Regions from separate parts of the Anas platyrhynchos genome. Here regions 1 and 3 are each linked to region 2. The links are chromatin contacts, called in public Hi-C maps. All regions are on one chromosome and are shown on one strand. Each heading gives the region's core, a stretch centred on a gene start, on an enhancer-like site or on the middle of the called end of the contact. The rest is flanking DNA. Distances are from core to core; before and after follow the strand shown.

Region 1 (4,567 bases), core at 217-2,716, 97 kb after region 2:
AGACCTAAAATGAGCTTTGGCTCTACCTTAGAGGTTCTGGCATGCCTTCCCTGTAGAAAATACTAGCCAGAACTTCTGGATGGCTTGTTTCTGCTTTGTTAACGTTGCTTATTTGCTTTGCCAAGTAATTTTACATTTGTAACGTTTAAGTTCTGGCTTCCTAGCGTGGTGTCAACTTTTTTATCTCAGCTAGTTAAAGGTAATAGATGTTTAAAATAGTTGAGAAATGGTGAGAGGAGATAATGTTTCTATAAAATCTCACAAACTGAACTGGGGTTAATAATACTCATTTCCATCTAGTTTGTGGGCTATTTTAAATGTTTATCATTCCCTATAAATCTTTTAAAAGGCAATTGAAGGTTAGAAATACCATACCATGCTTTCTCTACTTATATCATCTTATTCCCGCTGAAGTGGACATTAATTCTGGTTCCCAAAGTTGCATCAGGATAGTATATCGTACTTCTCAATCACTTCTGGAAGGATGAGTGTTCTTTTTAATATTGCGTATTTTTAGTTGACATTGATATTTGTGAGAGTTACTGAAACCCAGGTTCACACACAGCCCAAAATCTGCCTGAGCCGCTTTTCCTGTTGTGTTTGGGGGGATGAATTGCTGAGGAATATGCTGTGTTTAAAACTTTCCAAGCTTTTATAAGAAATTGGATGGAGGTAAAACAAGGTATAGTTCAAACTTTAGAGCCCCGTTCCCATTATCAAATATCATTGACAACTTTTTCATTGTGCTGAAATCTCATCAGTGGATGTTAAATACTCGATTAATCATAGGCTTTAGGAAAAGGCACTTCAGTCATATGTAGATGGATATTTTGATGAAGCATTCTAGAAATGGAAAAGCATGTAATCACATGCGTATTTAACATATCCATATTTAACATATCAATGAAGAACCACAACATATAGTTTCTATATGCAAATGGGGTTAAAAAAGTAGCAGAAGTTTTCTAATGTTATTTTTCGGTGGTGCAGTCTCACTGGATTGTATTTTTGGCGTGGCTGCATTTGCTCAGCTGCCTGGTTTAATTTCAGTGGTCCACTGGAGAAGTAGACTAAATGCTCATAACACACCATGACATATCTTACTTGCACAGCGTGGAAATTGAGGCTGATATTTCTTTCATTGATCTAAATGCCGTATTTTTTTTTCTGGCTGCAGTGTGTGAGTACATAGGAGTTAGCCAGCGCCCAGAGTTCTCTGTGCAGATAAAATGCAATGGAAATTCCATGCAGTCTCAAAGTTTGAAAACCAACACCCCTGAAATCAAACAAACAAGCAAAAAAGCATGACAGTGCCTCCCTCGGAAGCTGTCTGACTAACTAAGCATCATGAGATATCAATACATACATGTTAGACTTATGGTTTCTGATTTCCTGAGTTGTATTCTGTCCACATGTTCACATTTTGCACCGTGGAGGCACTGGAAATAACCCTGAGAGAAAATGAGATAAAGAGAGTGTCCTGGTTTCAGTTAGCACAGAATTAATTTTCTTCCTAGTAGCTGGTGGAATGCTGTGTTTTGGCTTAGGATGAGAAGAGTGCTGATAACACCCCGATGCTTTAATTGTTGCAGAGCAGTGCTTATACTAAGCCAAGGACATCTCAGCCTTTTGCTCTGCCCTGCCAACGGGCAGGCTGGAGGTGCAGTAAGAGCTGGGAGGGGACAGACCCAGGACAGGTGACCCAAACTAGCCAAAGGGGTATTCCATACCATCTGACGTCATGCTAAACAATATATAGGGGTGGCTAGCCGGGGGGAGGGGGCCGGACTGCTCGGGGTTAGGCTGGGCATCGGTCAGCGGGTGGTGAGCAATTGCATTGTGCATCACTTGTTTGTACATATTATTATTATTTCCCTATTATCACCATATTATTATTATTGTTATTATTGTTATTATTATTTTGTTATTATTATTTTCCTGTCTTATTAAACTGTCTTTATCTCAACTCACGGGCTTCACTTTCCATTTCTCTCCCCCGTCCCAGAGAGGGAGGGGGGAGGGTGAGCGAACGGCTGCGTGGTGTTTAGCTGCTGGCCGGGTTAAACCACGACAGAGAGGTGCTAACTTCATGAAACTCAGCCAGCCCAAGAAGTGGCACTCCGTGAGAAAGCCCAAACACTCTGGCAGTCTCCGTGTAGTGAGATTGTCAGCACTTGGCTACGGGCTCTGCACAGTAGTTGTAAGCATTGCTTATGTGTTTGCAGAGCAAAAGAATTGTAGGAGGATTTATTGAACTTGTAAACAAGAACAGCAGCAGCAGCAAACTCCCAGCAATAATTTTGGAAAGGTTATATTCATAAATACCATCTCATTTCACTAAGTTAAATTACTTAATCACAGAAAGTGTTTTGTGGCACCTAATTAAAATGAATATTACTTTCTTCACAATTTTGGGGGGATTCTGTGTTTTCCCTGGCGATTGCCCACGTTTGTGGCATGGAGTTCATGGTTTTTGCTCTTGTAAAAAAAAAAAATCAAAATCAGAAGCATTAGTTTTTTTTTTGTCGTTTTTCAGAGGCCACATTTAAGTGATTATAAGAGTAGGAAAGGATCAGAAGTCTGTTGCAAAGGTGGTGACACCCCACCCCAGAGCTGTGTCCCGTAGGCTTGGCCTTTGCGTTACATCATTCCAACTTTTACGAGCAGTTTCTCAAACTCTTTTTTTTTTTTTTTTTTTTCTGGTGATGCAACTTTCTATTTCAAATACGGCACCTGGATGTGCAGCACTAAAAATACAATCTATTGGAACAGCAGTGCAGTAATTTAAAATAAAACTATGTTAGAATAAAGCCTGTCCCCTTGCTTTTCTACAGTATAAGCCAAGGGAACTACTAAGGAGTGAAGTTGTGTAGCAGCACTGAAATGTGGTTCTCAAAATAGTGTTTTCTGAGACTATGCACAAATACTTTATTCACTTTGTGGTTCTTCAAGCAGTTTTGAGAATTTAATATGTTTTCAAGACTTCCTGTGATACTTAGGAACCTCAGAGGCGTATCTGCAGAGCACGGCATCGTGCCAGAGATGTGTGTGTAAACTCTGGGTAAACCAACGTGTTGCAGTCATTGCAAAGAAATATTATATTGCCAGAAATACAGATTTAAGTTTCAAGAAACTTCACAATGTGGTCATTTAGCTTGACTTTAGCAAGAAATGGATGCTGTCCTAATGCTTCTGGCACAGTACCTACTTATCACAACCTTGGTGATTTCTGCAGCATTTAACATTATAGACAATAAGAATATTTTTGAGTAACAGTCAAAATCTCACTCCAAGTCAATGTATTACAAATAACAATTCACTGATCTAAAAGTAATGCATAATTTTCAGTGTGTAACCTAAATCTGCAAAGGCCATGACGTATTCAAAACAATTGCTAACTTCTTTAAAATCTTTTTATAGCTTTTCATTTCATTAAAAGCTTATTCTGATTCAATATGCCGATTTTATTAAACGTCAGAGATACCGCTAATATAATATAAAAAATATAAATGGATAGTCTCCTCATAATCACATTTTGAAACGAAGCAAACAGCCAAACATTGCCCTTATAATCCATTTACGGGATCATTTGGGGAAAGCAAATGGTGCATCTATTTCTCTTGAATGCTGGAGTTTGTCAATTAATCTCTGGAGGAGAGGTTTGGCTAACTGAAATTTTGAATCACCTGTAAATATCATGAAGCATGTTTACAGAAACCATCTCCAAGAAGCTTAGCTGCTTTTTTTTTTTTTTTTTTTTTTCCAGTTGCAGAGAGCTAGTGGAAGCCAGAGAAAAATTTGGCAGTAGATAAATTTAGCAGAGGTCTCAGCGTAACATAGAATTGCTGCAGATGCCACCATGATTTAAACCGAGCCAAACCCAGTATGAATTTAAAATCATTTGCTTCTTAATGTCATAACAGCATGTCCTGTTGGCGACAGCCTGAGTGTCCTTATTGTTCTAACAACAATAAAACAGCATCAGTGCAACCTTAGCCCCTGAGGCGGACGTGGTTTGGTGCATGTGTCAAGGTACAGTGCGCTGAATCCTTATGCCTCTAGAGGCAGTGGACTTCCCATCTTCATGCCTGCGAGTATTTTTCGCTGTTTCCTATTTTTGTTCTGTGCCCGATTTGGAGAGTGTTTGGGGTTTGTTGCAGCAGAAGGTTACCATTTGCTTGGTTAACAAAAAAAAAAATAATAATAATCCCAAAGGTTAAAATTGGGTGGTGGAAAAATGACATCACTTTTGAAAATTCAGCAAACCCAATTGAACTAAGCAGATTAGTCCTTACTTTTATCATTTAGTCAGCTCTTTTAGTTAGTTTTAGTTTTCAGCTGTGTGGGGCAGGGGCATTGAAGAAGGATTTTGGGAAGGGGAAGTGGCAGTCTGAGTCACCCAGCTGCTGGAGAAATTGGTGTGCTTCACCTGCCTGCTGCTGAGCCCGCAGCACTGCGCTGCCGTTACCCAGAGAAACAGAAGGGCTGCATCCAGCTACAGTAATAAAAAATCTTTTTTCTCTAATCTGAGGAAACTGTGTTTACCTAAAAATGCACATTTCGGGAG
Region 2 (4,468 bases), core at 425-2,924:
ATAAAAAGTGGTTAGAATGTTTGAGGCCAAGGGCCCTCCAATATCACTTTCCATGTACACTAAATTTGTTGTTACTGTTTTGTGCCTTGTGGGGAAGGAACACAAGAAGGGGCAGAGACTTGCTATGGCAAGAGAAGCAGCAACAACAACAGAAATCTACTTTTAGGCTGTGCTGTTGCTGATTCCATTTGCCTAAAGGCAAAATGGAAATATTGTAAATGAAGATAATTGCATACAAAAAGTACTGTGCCACTGAACATTCCGGAGTGATTTTACTAACCAGCTTATCAGGTGCTTTCTGTACAAACTTGCAAATGAGTTGTTATGAATGTTTCAGTACCTTGTGCCTGTTACAATTAAATGTATGATACTGTGAAAATACAGATCGAAGTTTTTTTCCTTGAGTAATGTGCGGTATGACTATAAAATCACATTTATGTTGTGTAACTTGCAAGTCTTTTGAGAAATTGTTACCTAATGCTGTTATATACTATAAAACATTATATACCAAATTAGCAATATCCTTAAAAATAAGGTCTTGTCACTTTTTTCAACGACAATTCTGAGGAATAATAGGTATTTGAAATATCCCATTTGTTTTGGCAGGCCATTATATTTGGTTACACAGTTTATTTACTGTAACACAAAAAAATGTTTTCTATTTAAACTTACTAAATTGACATTTTATAAACAAGGCACCAACTCCTTTTCCATTGGGAACAACAGTTTTAATCAAAAGATGAAGACAATGCAGGCTGAAGAAGGCCAGATGGATTTACATTTACCCAATAAATATTTTAGAGTTTTTAGAAGCTCTGGTTTCTAGGAAAATGGATTTTCCCACTCCCTTCTCTTTTTAGGTTATTAAAGTTTTGTTGTGTGCTTTCATGGTATTTCTTTTTTATTAACATTATACAAAGACTGCTGGGATGGGGAAGCTCACCTCTCTATTTAGTTTATCAACTGAGGTATGAATACACAGATTTTTATTTTTTTAACTTTTCTAACATCTAAGAAGTAACCTCTATAACTGAAAATGCATCAAATAAATGCTTGAGACACTTGTCTCCTTGGAGTGTAGCTGTCTTTCTGCCACCATCTTTCTTGGTTTGTCATGGTTAACTGCGGCCCTCTTTTGAGGCAACAGCGGCTTTGGTTACAGCAGCTGGCAGGGACCACGTATATTTATTCTCTAATGTGGCCCAGACTAGATAGCCTTTTCATTCCTTCCATTATTAGCTTTTGAGTTGATACTGTGGCAATTTAAGTAGAACCATTGCTTAGTTCCTCCTTATGTGCAAAAAGAAAGAAAAAAGTACTATAACTTTTTTGTTAGAGTAGCAAAATTATTATTTTCTCAATATTATAATGTATTGGTAGAAAAGCATGAATACTTAAATATTCTGCTTTTGACTTCCTAATTAACTTAGAGGAAAAAGCGCAGTATGAAAGCTTGCAAGGAAGCTCTCTGCTTTTCCTCATTGGAAACCACGCCGAGGTAGAGCTCCGGATCCTAGGGCCAGGCCTGGCTGGAGGAAGACAAACCCCTGATGTTGTGGTAGTGCTCTCAACTGAGGTACGTGTCTGTCACTGCTGCCTGCGTAAGGGAGGAGCAGAAAGGTCAGTATTTAGTGTTGTCTGAAAAGAAGTTTCAAGGACTCATGGCATAATTTCTGCTGTTGCATGGACAAACTGCCTCAGATAATGATGTGCTGCTGGCTGTAGTTGATAAAGGCTTAACTTCTAACAGGCGTGTCAAAACTCGTTTTAGTACTAACAAGAAACCAGTCTTCTCTAGTGTCAAGTTAGACATCGATATCAACTCAGCAGTGTTTTTTCTGAAGCTACAGTTTTAATATGTGTGCTCTAACACATCTTAATTTTGAAGCTCACTTGACAGGCCTGATTCCCCGCTTCTAACAATAGCATTTTGGACATTGGGAGGATTTGTTTACTTCCATTTGTATCAGGTCACGCGACGTTCTTTGATAAGACCTGCCTTTTGTTGAGGAATGGTATTTTTCTGCTGTTCCATCATCTGCATTTAATAGGAAAGCTTCTTTCCTAACTTCTGTTTCTTTAATGCCTGGAGCTTACTGGAAAAAGGGTGTAGAAGAAGAGCTTGCATCTTTTTAATTTTATAGAGGACATAATCAGATGGAGCTCATCTGACATTTATTCTGTGGCCTTCATATCACATACTCTGTTTTAATTGTGTTTCTGCTGTTGTGTCATTCTCTCAGCATCCCCAGGGTACAGTTCAAGAAAAGATGCTGTTAATACCATGTGCCAATTGTAGACTGGAGTGAGAAAGTAAAGAAAATGTTAAATGTAGTAGCAGGAAAAGGATGAAATGTTTTTTATTAAGATGTTAATATCATCACATAAAAAAGGAACATAATCTTGCGAGTAGTTTGGAGGAATATGAAGTTACTCAAAAGAAATGGTTACTCTTTAATGCCTGACAGTAATGTTCAAATCTATTCCACAGGCACCTAAGCAGAAGAAAATTTTTACCCTTTCATGGAATCCTTGAGTTTATTTTGGTGACTGTGCAGGGAAGTGTATTGTATGATCAACATTTCCAAGCTCCTTGCTTAGAAATTAAATGCAGATGTTTTCAAATAATCAAAGACTTAGGCATGTTTTATTCTAGTAGATAAATGCTCAAAACACTTTCCAAAATTTTTATTTTGGAATTCAGAATTAGATGCCATAAATGGGTAAGCTATATACTTTACACATATCATGTTCTGTGGGATAGGCAGTTTGGCAACCAAAACAGGCAAATTGAAATAAATTGCTACTTTTAAATATAAACTTTACATAAAACTCATATGAGAAGAGAAATATGCTGCAGTCTTACTCTCCTTCAAATAGAGCATAATGTGGACTAATTTGATTAACAGAATACTTCACGTAATCAAATTATGGATAACTGATGGCTCTCTAGGATGGCTTTAAAAGGTTGAAACTTAAGGTCATTGTCACTAACCCCACGTGAAGTCTTTAGGAGGCAGGCTTTAAAATTAGGAGTCATGTGAACTTAAACACTGCTGATGTCTTCACTTTTAAGTAATACAGTAATAAAGTTAGATCCTGGCAGCTGGCGCTCTTGTGGATTGACATGGCTAATTGGCTCTGGCATCTTAGCCTCAGGAAACCTCATCCATCACTTCAGAGCAGGACGTTTGGCAAGAGTCAGAGAAAACATTTAATACTTTGTCTCTTGCTTTCTATGCAAAGCTGCTTTGCATTTTTGAGCTTTCCAGTGTATCTTGTTAAACGCTCAATGCAATACTTATTTTTACGCTCCTTTAACGAGATCTTTTACAGTGAGCAGCTACTTGTTTGACTTTCTAGAATTACCCAAAATGTCAGTATTACAAATCTGTTTTGAAACTTCTCTCTCAGATAAAACTTCTGTCTTTTTTATCTTATGCAAAATTCTGTATCAGAAATACTGTTAATGTTAGATGACTTTTTGCTAGTCAGTAACTGGGATTAAAGGAATGTTTAACTTCAGGTTATGAAGAGCTCCCAGACACCCATCCCTAGCATGAATAGCATTTCTGATTTTTAGAATTACTGTAGGTGAGAATTTGGTAGATTAAAAAAGATGGGTCAGGAGATTTTTCAAGGCTTCCTAGCAGGTGTAATCCAAGTAGTGTTTGAGGAGAGCTGAGGGTTTTCCTGATGAGAGGAAAGGGTTTAAGAAGTCTCCTGGGGGAGGCTTGTGGGAGCAGGAGTCTCTTACTCTCCCTACGCCCCAACAGTCTCAGCAGTCCTCTCCCCTTCTGCCAGCTCTTTACATTGTCAGGCAACCACATTTCTTCTTCGAGGTTTGAAGAAATAGCCTTCAGCCCCTCCTGGGCTCATCCTAGCTGCCCTCTGGCTGCTGAGCTGAGGCACAAGGCAGGAGGGGAAGGCATTTGTGAGCTTGCAGGCCTTTTGGGGAACCATTTATATGACCTTTTCTTAGGTACTATATTTATGAGAAACACAACATTTAGTCAGCCTTCTCTTGTTGGGGTGCAGAGGAAATGTGGAAGGACATTTGCCCCTACTCAGAGACGAGCTGGCTCTGAGCATTCAGGGCCAGCAGCAGAACCGCTCACTGCATGGTAGGCCTCGTCTGTGAAGCCCTGCTTTACCTCTTTCTCTCTGTCCCTCTCTATAGCCTTGTAACAAAACTGGGAAGTTCTAATGTATAAAACTTTGGAACTTTTATTTTTTTGAGGTTTTGGCAGTTCCACTTAAAATCTCCAGTTGTTGTGCGGGTGATGATAGTTGTTGTCACGCTGCTTCTGGAACTGATCAAGTGTTAAGACAGCTTGGGAGTCTTGGCATTCAGATTTCATTTTATAAAAGGAGAAAACTTTAATTCTGTGTTCAAAATATGCAGAATGAAAGCATTTCTAACAGGAATGCAGTTTACATAAGTGTAAGCTCATCCTGCTAGTTTATG
Region 3 (4,781 bases), core at 668-3,167, 69 kb before region 2:
CCTCATGGCCCCACTTGAGTCCTGCGGCCAGAAACCACGTCAATGTCAGAATAACCCACCAGATGGAGCTAGCCATCCCGAAAAAGTACATCAGCAAGAAAATTATAGCACATCCTGTGTTCTTAAGACCTTCTTGGATAAGAACAGGTTCTGCTGCCTCTTCAAAATCACAGGATATCCTTTCCCGGCCCACAGTTAGCCTCACAATATAAGCAATGCTATAAATATTGTAGCACATGCTCAAAAATATGATTGGGCGCTCCGGGTAGGAAAATCTGGATGAATCAATCAGGAAGGTCAGGACTGTGAACGCAGTTGATATGAAGCAAAGACTAGCCCACACGGCCATCCAGATATCTGTGAATTCCTTCGCTGACCTGCTGTAGAGCCCAGCATCGTAGCCACACTTGAGGACGCAGTTCAGGCTCCTCTTGACCCAGATGTACTGATCAGAATTGGATCCCATGCTGTGGCACTCTTCTCCGGGCTGCAAGGATGTCTTGCTATGAAGGGGAACCTCTTCATCTCCCGGGCCCTCCATGCACATGTGATTGTGATCGTTCTGGGGTGGGAATTTGCTGCAGTTCAGGCTGTCCGGCCAGGCAAATCCAAATTCTTTTAAAACAGGTTCACATCTTCTTTTGACAGAGAGGCACATGCCACCACAGGGACCTATAGGGATGTTAATCTTCTCTGTGCACATCGGGACATAGACTGAACAAAGGAAGAACTGGAAGAGAGAAACAGAAATCACAAGCGTGTTAGGAGAAAATTCAACAGGTCAAAACATAACAAGTTTTCCTTTTTGCCTTTTTAGCAGTAATTTTTGGTCCCTTGCCTTAAAAAACAGGAAGCAGCATAAAACAAATAAACCAAGAACAATAAAAACTTAGGAGAAAAAACCCTAAAAATGCTGCCTTCTTTCAGTTCAAGTGTGGTCCGAAGCCAAAGCCTGAACGTTTCACTCCCCAGATTAGCCCCATGCAAATTTAGCCCATCACTTTCAATAAAGCGAGTGGGATTTAGCCAGATGTAAACCTCAAGGGTGCAATTTAGGAAAGAAGAAGAAAAAAAAAAGTATATTTTAAAGCGGTTTAAACAAATACATATTTTTGTTCAAGGCACTGCCTGGATATCACGGCTAGCAAACAAACAGAAGGAAAGGCATTTACTGAATCACTTGGGTTTGTGATCCTCCTGGAAGAACGCGCTTCTCTTTCACCATCGGGCCACCGACGGGTTCGCACCGGCCATAAAACGCTGCCGCTCGCTCAGCTTTGGAAACACGGCGATTTTGGGGGGCTGTAGCCACACCGGGGGGGCTTCAGGGATTTGGGGACCCGGGGTCCAAGCTGGCTGCTGCCGTGGGGGTGTCCCTGCAGGCTGGGCACGGCAGGACCCCTTTTTTTCCCCCCTTAGGAAGCCCACACAGCGCTGCCTTGTGCTGCAGCCCGCTCCCTCCAGGTTTTGCAGCGGGGGACATGGGGGAAATGTCAGCACAACGCCCGGCTCCCGGTTCTGGAGAAGGGGGTTTGGGGAGAGATTTGGGAGTTTTTTGAGGGGTTGGGACCCACCTGGAGCTGGCTGGAGCAGCCGTACTGGATGAGGGGGGTGAAGGTGGTGAGCTGCAGCTCGGCGTCCGCCTGCAGCTCGTGGCCCACCAGGTTGGGCATCTTGGTGACATTGTAGCCCAGGTTCTGGCACATGGCGATGCGGATGGCGTCGCAGCGCCGCTCCTCCTCGTCGCCGAAGCCCCGCGTCCCGCCGAGCTGCAGGGCCAGCAGCAGGGCCAGCAGCCGCCCGGCCGCCCCCCTGCCACCACCGCCACCACAGCACCGTGCCATGGCCGAGACCCACCCCCCCCCCCCCGGCCCCCCACCTGCCCCCGGCCCCGGCTCCGGCCCCGGCCGCGCCGTGCCGCCCGGGCCGGCTCCAACGGGGAGGGGCCGGGGGCGGCTCTGCTCTTAAACCGCCGCGCCGAGAAACTGCCCAGGGGAGGGGACGGCGCCTCCCCGAGCCCCGGCCTCCTCCCAGCCTCCCGGGGCGGGCACAGCCACAGCCCCGGCCCGGGGGGAGAGCCCCGCTGGGTGCCCTGCGGAGCCCCCCCCGGAGCCACCCCGGAGCCCCTCGGCCCTGCGGAGCCTCAGGAGTTTTCCCCCTCCTTCATGCGCGGCGACCCCGCTGTGAGCAGCGAGCGGCCCTGCCATGCCTCCCCCCGGGCTCGGTGACCCGGGGATGGGTCCCCGATGTCCCCACACCGGTGGAGGGCAGCGGCAGGGCCTGAGAGGGGCACCCCGAGGTGCCCAGGCTCAGGCCTGGCTCCCCAGGGGCAGGCTGGGCTGAGCCATCAGCCTCCTCTCCCTCCTCTCCTTCCTCGCCCTCGCCAGGCCACAGGGCAGGTCTCCAAGCTGCCACCTTTTCTCCCAACACCTCCTCCACCCGTAAATCTGGTCACACCTGGGTGGTGGTGGACCTTCAAGGGGAGAGAGAAACCTAGGGTGCCTTTCCAAGCACTTCGTGGTGTTGGTATATCTCTCCTAAACACAGATGTAGAGTTTGTGTGCCTCTCCTAAATATATAAGGATGTAGAGTTTGAGCACCTCTCCTAAACACACAAGGATGTAGGGTTTGTGTGTCTCTCCTAAGCATGTATGGATGTAGGGTTTGTGAACCTCTCCTAAACACATACGGATGTAGGATTTATATACCTCTCCTAAACACATATGGGTGTAGGGTTTGTCTACCTCTCCTAAGTACAGATGTATGGTTCATGAATTTTGAAGGGAAATTGAGCAGAGCTGTAGGGTGTCCCCGGGATTAAGAGCAGACACATGAGGCTCACACTTCAACTCAGCGTTGTTTACACCTGTAATAAAATCGGGTTGGGCTGGTTGTGCCTTTAGCAAAAATATGTCATCTATTAATGAAATTGTTTGTAAAGCGCTTTGAAAATGTTTGTAAAGCCCCGGTTAAATGACCTCTGGCTTGGCTGTGTGTGTGTGTGTACAGTGTGTGACATATGTGGGTGTCCCGAGCACGGCCATTGCCAAGAGCCGTGCATCCATATGTGTGTGGCCGTGCTGCAATGAGTGGTCTCCTTCTAGCATGAGGTGTTTTAACCAAGGTTTCATGAGCACAGGTATTTACAAAGCTCTCATCACCGTGATAGTTTATAACCAGTTCTGATAAACAATGACTGCAGTCTTACAAAATCCTCGCGAGGCAGACAAGTCATATTATCTTAACTTTTTAAACACAGAGGCAGACAGTGCTGCAGTCCCAAGGTCGTGCAATGAGGCTACAATGTAGTCAGCAGCTCAGCCTGTTGAGGTCCATATTTACTCATAAGCATTGCCTTCTGTGACTAGCAGCGCTCCACTGCTAATCTCGGTCGGCGATAATGCTGTGAATGCACACAGTGTGCTGCAAATGTCCGCCAAGCTGTTCCCAGCCCCACCAAGTTTATGATCTGAATCAGACGGGAATGGGTGCTGGACATTCTGTAGTTCATACAGGCAAACACTCAAAAAAAAAAAAAATAAAATAATCCCATGAGAGTCTCTGCCTCCTGCTTTTTTGTTTTGGTTTGGTATGTTCTGTTTTGGTCCAAATTATGTAGGAAAGATGACTGGAGGGAGGAGGATCATGGTGACCTTAAAACTATGAATCTTCATCTTACTATATGAAAAGCCTTTTCATTTGCAGTCTTCTGCAGCAATTAGGCACTGAAGCAGCGTTGGCTGCTACCAGCGTAGACCTTTGCCTAATTCCCATTAATCAATTTGCCTGCTACCTATTCCTCTGCCAGTGGATCCAGTCCTTTGACTCAAAAGAGGGACAGGGGGACATTTTAAAGCTGCAGTGGTACACAAGTATTGTTTTAGAAAAAGAACCATCATATGCCCCCTCCAAAAAGAAATAACTACCACTATTGCTTTTTCTTTGGGAACACAAAATAAATATTAGAAAGTGCTACGCTGTTATATTTGCTTTGGAAAGTCTTTTAGATAATGGGAATTAGTTTTCAAAACAAGAGCACTGGCAAATCATACCAGCGGTCTGAGTTAGAAAAAATGGCAATTGCCCTGCTTTGAACCTTATGCACATATTAACAGTGATTAAATGTCACCATGATAAGCATGTACATAATAGTTTCTTTAAACAGATCAAAGTAAGAAACCTCCTGGATAGTGGGTTTATAGATTCTTAGATTGCTGGACAGTTGTGAGATTCTGGCCTGAATCCTGTACAGCACAAGCCCTGTTAGTTCCTTGTTTATTGTTTGAATTACAGAATATCTTTTTTCTCAATAAATCTGATTTTGAGGTTGCCTTCATTAAAGCATCAGCAACTACCTTTCTACAAAGCTCTAAGCATCATTTATTGTGGCCACCAATAATTATATTGGGTTTCTAGTCTGAGTTATCTTCGGCTCTGACTTTTGTTATATCTTTACCAACCAGGTTGAGAAGTCATGGAGATTAGCCCTGTAGGTAATGTCAGCTTGTTATTAAGTCACCCTTTGGCCTTTTTGCAGTAAGCAAAATAGATTGAACTTGCCGAGTTTCTTACTGTAAGGCATCTTTTCCAAAGCCTTGACCATTCTTTTGATTTTAAAGGAGTGAGATTTGAGCCTGCTGTTTGGAAAGCACTTTCAGCCCAAACCATCCTGCCTACCTTTAAGTCTTGAAGGAATTATCTGACTTAATTAGTGAGTCTAAGCACCCTCGGCCCCTTTAGAGACAGCTAAGATAGGCAGACACTTGCAGAGGGCAACTGAC

Evidence for each region. A called contact is a pair of places that touch in the nucleus more often than the background predicts.
Region 1: a contact with region 2 is called in a Hi-C map of F5 follicle, with 2.6 times the contacts expected there. The contact joins two enhancer-like sites. A contact is called at or near these places in 2 of 8 Hi-C or Micro-C datasets (F5 follicle and small yellow follicle).
Region 3: a contact with region 2 is called in a Hi-C map of F5 follicle, with 2.8 times the contacts expected there. The contact joins the promoter of FZD4 here to the enhancer-like site in region 2. A contact is called at or near these places in 3 of 8 Hi-C or Micro-C datasets (F5 follicle, small yellow follicle and subcutaneous adipose tissue).

The regions. Positions count from the first base shown.
Region 1 is chr1:199,144,375-199,148,941 of IASCAAS_PekinDuck_T2T, reverse strand. All of the region lies in intron 6 of TMEM135 (transmembrane protein 135), which reads left to right. Among named protein-coding and RNA genes, the nearest start is that of TMEM135, 150 kb to the left of the region's middle. Within about 2 kb of position 1,466, at least 2 of the 8 cell types and tissues checked have an H3K27ac peak or open chromatin away from gene starts, as enhancers often do. A contact at or near this core is called in F5 follicle and small yellow follicle, where this site is marked.
Region 2 is chr1:199,242,102-199,246,569 of IASCAAS_PekinDuck_T2T, reverse strand. The region is part of intron 4 of TMEM135 (transmembrane protein 135); the gene reads left to right. Among named protein-coding and RNA genes, the nearest start is that of TMEM135, 50 kb to the left of the region's middle. Within about 2 kb of position 1,674, at least 4 of the 8 cell types and tissues checked have an H3K27ac peak or open chromatin away from gene starts, as enhancers often do. A contact at or near this core is called in F5 follicle and small yellow follicle, where this site is marked.
Region 3 is chr1:199,311,312-199,316,092 of IASCAAS_PekinDuck_T2T, reverse strand. FZD4 (frizzled class receptor 4) reads right to left here and starts at 1,917. Exons shown (of 2, transcript XM_005027767.6): 1 at 1,575-1,917; 2 at 1-730. The coding sequence starts at 1,844.